Regions from separate parts of the Cyprinus carpio genome. Here region 2 is linked to region 1. The links are chromatin contacts, called in public Hi-C maps. All regions are on one chromosome and are shown on one strand. The core of a region is the stretch at or near the end of the contact, and the rest is flanking DNA. Distances in the headings are between cores, read along the strand shown. Region 1 overlaps LOC109089605 (microtubule-associated serine/threonine-protein kinase 4-like). Region 2 holds the start of LOC109089605 (microtubule-associated serine/threonine-protein kinase 4-like).

The links. Hi-C and Micro-C count contacts between places; a contact is called where the count stands out from the background.
Region 2: a Hi-C map of red blood cells shows a contact between it and region 1, with 7 times the contacts expected there. The contact joins the promoter of LOC109089605 here to the enhancer-like site in region 1. A contact is called at or near these places in 2 of 8 Hi-C or Micro-C datasets (liver and red blood cells).

The regions. Positions count from the first base shown.
Region 1 is chrB23:10,421,622-10,426,865 of ASM1834038v1, forward strand. The region is part of intron 3 of LOC109089605 (microtubule-associated serine/threonine-protein kinase 4-like); the gene reads right to left. Among protein-coding and RNA genes, the nearest start is that of LOC109089605, 44 kb to the right of the region's middle. Within about 2 kb of position 3,245, at least 1 of the 8 cell types and tissues checked has an H3K27ac peak or open chromatin away from gene starts, as enhancers often do.
Region 2 is chrB23:10,466,852-10,471,696 of ASM1834038v1, forward strand. It overlaps LOC109089605 (microtubule-associated serine/threonine-protein kinase 4-like), which reads right to left and starts at 1,519. Exons shown (of 30, transcript XM_042750781.1): 1 at 1,049-1,519. The coding sequence starts at 1,309.

The DNA.
Region 1 (5,244 bases), core at 1,995-4,494:
AACAAACATGCTGTTGTTTCAGTATAAGTATTTCAGTTGAATCCACTATTTGTTTTCATAAAATGTTTTTATTAACAATGTGCTGGACTCAATAATTATACCATTATATTATATTATATTTATTATTATATTATTATATATTATTATTATATTATATATTATATATATATTATATTATTATATTATATTATATTATATTATATTATATTATATAGGAGATATAGTTATTTTCCATAAATATATTTTAAATGCATAGGACTTAAACACAGGTTACTATTTTAAAAATACAATATATATTCCTCAAGATTGCCAAATTAATTACTTCCATGCAAAAAGAAAAGTAATTATATGTGCATATTTAATTATTATTATTATTATTATTATTATTATTATTATTATTATTATTATTATTATTATTATTATTATTATTATTATTAGACCAAGCCTAAATGTGAAGTGAAGCTCAATGCAACTAAACAAATGCAGGGAGAGGTGACCCCAAGAGACTTCTGAATGCACACATTCAATGCAACTGTAATTACAAAGCTAATACAGCACCACTACTGTCTATTCATTCTAATTACCTGCCAGTATCAACTCCCCATTTCAATATGTTCTGCTGACAACAATATCCTCAGTGGAACCAGCCGATTTTACAGGATACAGCCCGGAAGACCCATATTTATTTGCTAAACAATAAGTTTTAGTCTTTTTGAATTGCATTACTGAATCTAATGTCATAATAGGCAGAACATTTGGGCGGTAAGTGAGAAAATACTGGCAATGCTTTGGAAAGAAAAATATCTTTTTTATATAGCATGTTGTTTAAACTGAGACTGTAACATTTCAATTTAACATTTTACCTGTATAATTAAATTTATAAATAAACACCAACTAAATTATATAGCAAAATAAACTACTGATGAAAGGTCAGTTTTATTTACACGGAGACTAAAAAAACAAAACAAAAAAACATTCTGACAAAATAAAAAAGAAAATAAGAAAAACAAATAGATGAATGAATAAACAAAGGAGGTAAAATAAATAAAAATGAGTGATTGCAAAAAAATACAATCATGAATAAATGATTGCAAAAAATACAAGAATGAATGAATACAATAATTAATAAAAAAATACAAGAATGAATGAACGAATAAATGCAAAAAATACAAGAATGAGCAAACGAATGAATGCAACAATACAAGAATGAATGAATGAATGAGTGAATTAATGAATGAATGAATGAATGAATGAATGAATGAAAAAATACAAGAATGAATGAATACAAGAATTAATAAAAAATTAAACAAGAATGAGTGAACGAATAAATGCAAAAAATACAAGAATGAGTGAACGAATAAATGCAAAAAATACAAGAATAAGTGAACTAATAAATGCAAAAAATACAAGAATGAGTGAACGAATGAATGCAACAATACAAGAACGAGCAAACGAATGAACGAACGAACGAATGAATGAATGAATGAATGAATGAATGAAAAAATACAAGAATGAATGAATGAATGAACGAATGAATGAATGAATAGGGAAAAGCCTTGTTTTGTTTCTCTTCTGTCAGACAAATACAGAATATCCACTCTTGGTGTAAACAAGCCTTTAAATTTAAACTCCAACTTAATTACATTCAACTCTCCCAAACACAATTAGAAGTGACACTGTGTTTAGTGGTTCTTAAAACAATTGCCCTGCATGCTGCAGCTACCTTGATGTAATTGACATAATGCAGCTAATTGACTCAACCTTCTCACTGACATCAACCTGTCTAAATTTAGCCATGTAACACACTCACTTTCTCTGCTGTAGTGACAATTACAACAGTAACTCGATTCAGGAAGTTTCCTGCATGTCCCAGTCCCCCCAGTCTCTGATTTACTGCATGAGATCATAGCCTGAGGCAATATAGAGTGTGAAACAGTGCACTGACATGTATTTGACTGACAAATGAAAACACCGTCTCCCACATGAAATCATACAGCAGAACTCTGAATCTTGTCCTCAGGGCAAACAATCTTTTTGTTTTATTGCCAGCTGTGGTGATGTCCACAGCACACAGAGTTTAGAAACAAGTGTCCTTTCCCTTGCCTAAACAAAGAAAATACTACAAGAGTCGCACATTTGTTATTTCTATTTCATGAGATTAGAATATAATAGATGGGTGGCTTTTTTGTTATGATAAACTCACACTGCCGTTACTCCAAATATACAGGGATAGATCATACAAGTCGCTTTAATATCACTATTTCAAGAGATGTTAATTAAATAATTAAATTCATTCATCATTATTTTGTTCTAATGTTTTTTTTAATCTTTGTTTAATATGTGGAGGAAACATTTTGAGGGAATTTTTGTTTTTTTTTCTGTTTTTTGGTTGGGGTGGTTCTTTAAATGATCTTCTTTTGTGTTCTACAGAAGAAAGTCATACTGGTTTGGAATACATTAGTGATAATAGCGTACAACAATGAATACAGAAACTTTTCAAAATCACGAATATATTGGATAATTTCACAGTTATTGCCAATAATACACAAATTACACACCAAGATGGAAAAGTCTAACAGATTATTAAATTCATTCATTAAAACTGCTCTGAAACTATATTACACAGAATCCAGCCTAAATACAATAAAAAACAATTAAAATAATAAACAATATAAAGTGTTCTATCAGAAACTTCAAGGTTTTATTACGATAACCAAGAACTCAACAGTCTAACAAAGACAACTTCTTTTAAAAAGATACATTTCTTGTTTTTAACAGTTTTGTAAAGTTGCTGATCTTGTTTAAAATGAAATTAACAAGGTATAAACTATTTGCAGAGAAACAGAAATCATTACCAATATTTGCACTGTGCAGTCTTTTCAGTGACAAAACTCATTTTGTCTTCCAGTGCAGCATACGGATGTTTCAGCATGCAAAGACACAGACTCTATTCTGTAATTCATCCCACACCCAAGTGTTCACGCAAAAGCTACAAAACTACCAACGAAGCGGCAAACACCCACACCCACGCTCTATATTCCCTACCTGTAGCCCACGTCTCCTCAGAATGCTGGACTCATCCATGCTGGAGGCGAAGAGCGCATACTCTCTCGCTGTGTGTGTGCGTGTCTCACTGCTACTTAGCCATACTGCACCGCGCTGCCTCCTCTAGCGCTCCTGCGATCCAACAGGCACACTCCATCTGATTCGAGCAGCTGCTAAAGACTTACATCAGAACTTATCTGATTGGAGGGGGCCGGTCAGCTGACACGTCGCTGTTTCGCTCTCTTTGAACTTCAGGACAATGTGGGAGCATGTACGTGTTTGAAGAGAAGAGAGGATGTGAGCATGTGAAAGAGAGAGAGCTTGTGAATGTATGTTTGATGGAAGAGCAAGAGAGATAGAGAATGCAGGAGGAATAAGAGAGGATTGGGTGGGGGGGTGAAGACCAGCAGCTGAAATTCATTGTAAAATCCCATGAGGGCAGTTGATTCATACCCACCCACAACCCACCAACCCCCGAAACAGGCATGTTCTGTGGCGCCCGGAGTGACTGCTTGCAGGGTAAGAAGAGACAGGAAATCCTGTTGTGCATTGTTTTGCCAGCACTAAACAATGCAGCTGGCATCCTGTGTGTGCGTCCACATTTGGTCAGTGGTGTTAGCAAGCTGACGTTGAACGGTATTGAGTTCCTATTTGTCTTTCAACTGGAGCTGCAGATAAGGAGTCTGAAGTGAAGGTCAGAAGCCTCTGCGGTCATGGCCATGGAGAATTGGCCAGAAATAGGATGAGAGGACCACACAATAAGAGCACTTTCTTCATTATTGTGATGAGTCATAGCTGAGAGAAAGAGTTTTCCTTGCCTTCCATCATAAACAAGCTTGAACAACAAAACCATCTCAAAAAGTAGCATCTTTCAGATTTTCCATTTTAAAGCAGTGTTGCTACTTTTATAAATATGCAGCCGGTGTCTCTGGTCATTCTGTTGCCATTCACATAGTTTTTTTTTCAGTGTCTTGCGCAATGAGCTCTAGGCTTTTGGCAAATTGGCAAATGCATGCATAGGTTTTTGAACACAAGAATGCATCCTGTGTGAACGCCCCCTAGGAAACAAATTAGATCAGGGTCAGGTAAACCAGGAACCAGCATAAATGTAAGAGGTTTCCTCGGAGTTGTAAATTAACTATTTGCCACGTCTGCCAATGGCTGGTGACTTGAGAAAATGTACTGACCAAATATTTATAAACTATTACAAATTTGGGAAGATAGTTAGATACATGTTATAAGGAACATGAACACTGATATTTTGGGTTGCATTTGGCACTTGAATGTTAATTTTAGAACCAGTCCCAACTTTTCGCCTGCTAATGACGCCTATGCATCTGACACTAACAATATAAAGCTGGTTGAAAATTGGTGAACTTGTCCTTTAGGACTATTTGTTAAAGCAATCTTCCCCAACCAGTAGCAGTTTTGAACATCCTACTATTCTCAGCAGCTGCATGCTAAAATGGACAGCTCCATTTGACTGCTGTTACACAGCTTTAAGGAGTCAAGACAGGTAGCAATTTGTGTTAACAATGAGCATTTTTAAAGATCGAATAATCAACAGATAAGTTTACAAGGCACTCAGGGAGATACTCAGAGTTTGTTTGTGGCACTCAGAAGCAAGTACACCATATCTCGATGAGCAGAATTGTATTCCACTATGGTTACAGCTTTGGTAATTTTATAGATTTGGCAAAAAAAAAAAACAATGCCAAAAATAAGCTGGCAAGTGGACTAGAACTAATGCTAACAGTCAAAAGTCCAGCAATACATAGCTAGACTATCATTTGGCATGGTCCAAGTCCATCCCGTAGATCGTTTTATATAGTAACGGCAACAAACCAGCTACCATGTTCCATCAACTTGATCACCGGTAAGCTGGTATGACCTGGTTTTTCCAAGTAAGATGCCCTCCAAAAACTAATTATCCTCAGAACCAGCTACATATCGGGAGTCAATATAGTGTGATTTCATGGGCAGCTGTAGTGGTATTTTTAAGGCATCCATTCGCCAATCTTCTTACTCCTGGAGTGTTATACAGCAGTGCAGTCTTATTAACATGTAGAGATGAAACTTTAAGCGACGGCCATCGTGCCAATCCCAATCGTCAATTTCACAGTCTACTGTGTTTTTTTTCTTGCTCGCCCTCTCGCACACATTCTCTCACCTTCCCACACAAACACACTCTCTTGCTCC
Region 2 (4,845 bases), core at 269-2,768, 44 kb after region 1:
ATTGATGAAAGATTATGATATGCACCGATGCATCATTCACAATAAGACCAGGTACATTTAATTATAGAGTAAACTGGGTTGAGTTCATGTTGACTTTAAGGTGATGCACAATTTTGTAAAACACCAATTTGTTTTTTTTTTTGTTTTTTTTTTTTTGTAACATCTTCACATGGTTAGGCTCTGTAAAATATTATATTAAGTGTAATTTTGCTAATATGATAAACATAACAACTCCCAATTTTATCTACTGAAAGGGCAAACCCATTTACATAATGTTATTATATATTTTGATAAAACAAGTAAATTTTAATGTGTAAATAAATATTTGATTAAATAAACATGTCTTTGGATAAAGTGATTTAATAAAGAACAAACTCTGAATTGTATTTAAAAAATACAAATAAAGTACCCAAATTTCTGTTGTGCCTATATTTTATTGTAATTTGCAAATGTGTGCATCTATTTATTTATTTATTTATTTAAGAGACATGCATGAATAAAACAACTTTATCTTTGTAAATGGTTAAACGTGGAAGACAAAAACATAAGTTAAACATGTGGAGGAGAAAACAGATGTAGGCTAAAAGACGAGACCGATCATAATTCAGTATGAGTAAACTATAGCCTTGCAATCGCAATTTAGTGTGCATGTTATATTACAATTAACACGTGACTATCGATATAATCTGAAAAGGCCAATCATTCGTACAGCGATATTTCGATTTTATCTTAAGTTAACAAAAATAATAATTAAAGTTAAAAAAAAATACAAATATTAAATAGGTAAGTTCAAATGAATTAACAGCATGTGTAACACTTCTGTTAGAGGTTGGAGCAGAGTGTATGGTTGTTGAATATCAATATCAATCAGTATCAAAGAGGGGAAATACCAAATATTCTCCAAAACTACAGTAACAACATGGGAAATCTTTTACACTTCTCAAATAAACACCTGCAGTCGCGAGCTTCCAGCTTTCATTATTCAAACAAACGCAAACGGAATGTCACAAGTGTTCGGTGCTACAATAATCAATGTAAGTTACTTTACCATTTCGTCCTCGTCCCCTTCATTTTCTCCTTCCTCCTGATGGTCCCCGTTTCTCGCTTTTATCTCGTCGCTGCATTCATCAGAATCACTTCCCTTCACTTTTTCCTCAAGACCTACAAAATCTGAGGAGTGACATTTAAATTCTTCCAAGTGTAGTTCGGATTCATACGGCTCGGCTCTTGTCTCGACTTCTGACAGCGTGTCGGAGCCTGATGAGTCGCCTCCGCCGCCTCCAAATTTTTCTGACTGCTCACTCTCCATTGCCCTAAAACATCACGTTAATTGTCTTAAACTAATGACATGCTGAAGGACACCTTATTTGAGGTCCAGCTGAGCGCCCGAGAGAACTCCCTTCACTGTACTGCTGTAATTTTAACTAACATAAGTCTTCATAACATGACAAACATCCATTGAAAGTGAAGTTTGTTTCGCGTCCTGCTTAGCAGCGCCGCAGTGTCTTTAACTAAAGTCTACGCTCATTGGCCAAACAAACCCCGCCCATCAGCCAATGAGAAAAGAGCTCGCTGGTCAAGGACTTTTAAATCAATGGCGCCCACAGAAAAAGGTTTGTCGGAAGAACCCTGACAGGTGTTGAGTCACAGCAGGGATAGAAAGGAACTCTATTTCGTTTTATGAAATCAAGAGACACGAATTATTTCTATTATTTTACACGTAGGCCAGAGATTTAGCTTTATTGTCTACAATATTGTTTTGTTCAGGCTACTCTCATGTTATGTTTCCGATTAGATTAGGGCTTCCCGTGTGCACCGAAGACGGGGATAGTCGCAGTGGATTCCTGCAATATGAAATTCCCCTTAAAAGTATTTAAACACTCAAGACACACCTTAAAATTAAACCAAGTAGCATTTAGGTTATTTTAAAGAGAGATCTCAAGCACACTTTTCAAGAAAAACATTTCAACGACATAAGTTTCAGGTATAGTAATACTCCACAAATACTCTACTAATACTCTAAAGAGAATAAGATGACATGTAGTTACTTATAGTTAACTGAATTTTTAAAAGAGACCATCAAAATAAAGTGTAACCCTAATAATCTTTAAACTGTAAGTGCAATTGTCACAACTGTTTTATGGGAAACCACAACTCTAATGCATGTACTGTATACAAAACAGTAAATCACTCATTCCATTCATGCTTCAAAACCCAGTTACTGTGTCAGTAAACTGACCAGTGTCACCAAAATGAAACAGTGACCCCTACTGATCAAAATGTTTAGATGATTTGTCACCATGGAAGTCAATCCTGGAAAAATGTGTTTATTTAATTTTCTGTTGACACTCACTGCTTACTATAATACACCAGTCAAAACGATAACAAGCTCCATGCTACCAAAATTATTGTTTAATGGTAAAATGTACCATGTCCAAATCATACCATGTCATAGATATTTATGGAATATACATGTGTGCCTGACAGATTTTGATAAATGTATTTTGCATTAACTCATCAGTTTTTATCAGCATACTCTATTGTTTTGAGGGGAAAACAGAGAATTAAGCCAAAGTGATTGAGAAAACATAACAAGCACAGATATTCCATCTTTAATTTAAAAGATCATAAGCATTTTTTTTTTTTTCAGATTTTAAATATGCGCAAACAATACACAATATTGAGGTCATAGTGCTTTATAAACAGAGCCTTGTGCTCTCAGGTGATAATTCTTGTGATTAGTCCATAAAGATTCACTAAATGTGTCCAAGAGATTACCAAACCATCAGGTAAGAAGTACCATTGATTTAAGGATCCTCAGACTGTTGAAAGAACCACATTTCTTGTAAGTGTTTAAAAAAGCAATGGGATGTGCTCTACGGTCTCTTTATCAGCAAGAGTTCAGTCTACTGTAGTTCATGGCTACAGCAACTGTGCCTCACCTGACTTAACTGTAAATTTACAAATCACTGCAAGGTTTATAGATTCACTCTGTAGCTCTGTCAAACATATTTTTTAGGAAATAAACATGCACACATATTTAAATGCTTTATTTGGAACCACAATTAAAATCAGATCATTGCAATATAGACTTTTTTAGGAAATATTATATAGCAAAATGAATTAATTAGTAAATAAATAAAAATAATAATAATAAAAACACTTTGGTTACACTTTATTTCAATAGTCCACTTTAGGAATTCTACTAAGTAACTTTGTAACTACATGTTAACTCTAAAATGTTAGGGTTAGTAGAATAAGTTGACATACTTGCAAAGTTGTAGACAGTAGGATATGGGGAACCTTCAAAATAAAGTGTTAGCAGATAATAAGCAGACAGACTATTATTACTCTAATGACTGGTAGCGGATATTTACTTGTGAAAAATATCAGCAAAATGTCTAGTGTTACCATCAACTGTGTACTGTGACAGTTATTACATTACAAAAGGTGAAATATCTAGTAGTTAGTTGGTACACTTATTTCACACTAGATGGCGTACATCTACAATAGTTTGATTTTATAACTTGGCCTGTGATATTCCCAATATGACCTATTTAACAATTGAAAAAGGTAGAATTTGCACACTGGTGTGCAGTTAAAATTGTTTTGTTTTGTTTTCATTGGGGTTAGGGTTAGGGATTTAAGGTTTATCCAAAAAAAAAAAAAAAATGTTGAAACCTTATGATAAAATACCTTTAAAAAGCATGTCAATATACACACTACACCCCACAATAACAAAGTAAATTTATTGAAAAGAAACAACTGAAATATCACATAGTTATTAAGACTTTTTGCTATATAGCTCAGGTGCATCACATTTCTCTAAATCATCTTTAAAAGTGTTTCTACACTAGACTGGAGTCCACCTGTGATTAATTCAGTAAATTGGACATGATTTGGAAAGGCACACTTATAAGGTCTTACAGCTAAAAAAATCACATAAAAATTATTACATAAATAATAATTCATGTGGGGAAAAAAAAATAAATAATTGAATGCATTTTAGTATATGGCTGCAATGCAATGCAAAAAAAAAGGGGGGGGGGGGGGGGGTCTTAATACTTTCTGATTGCACCGCATGTGTAAATATGGATTTTTTTTTCACCACTTTCATTATCATCTCACTATCCTTGTATCATTCTGAAAAGATGTTGATTCACTCTTAACCTTTACCACAATGTCACACAGAGAAAAACAGCCCACACACTCTTATCTTAATCAAGGATCAAGACCGTCGTCTTCCATTCGTCAGGTGATCAAAGCAATGAGTGGTAAAAGTTTTGATAATCATACAGGTGGGGGATTTTAAAACTGCTGTTCATTACTCTAAATATATGACCAATTTCCTGTGAATGTCCCTTTGACTGCTCTGTATATGTTTTACCCGCATGTTGGAACAAATTATGTAATGGAACTATATTAGATTTTTTTTCAATCTTGCTCAAGTTCATTTCTCAGAATATGCCCTGCCATGTAAACAAATTGAAAGGATGTTCTTACAAATTTTATCAAACCCACTGATCACTGTGTGGTTGGCGTTTTTCGCGCTTTGACAACAACACGTTCCATGTGCTGGTAAAAACTCTCTTTACTCGTGTTGCATGAAAGCTGTGAGTTTTTTTCCCATACACATAAACAACATTGCAGACACTGTAGATGACTGTACGAGGTCTCCAGCTAGACACAACCAATCTCATTAAAATGGTAAGACAGTGTATATGACAAGGTTTGTGTTTTGCCGGATGTCTTTTCTGTGTTGATAAATTAAATGTGTAGATGCTGTTAAGGAGGACAAGCTTTTAGTGTTACACTGCAGTGTGTTTCCTAAGTTGGGCCTCCTAA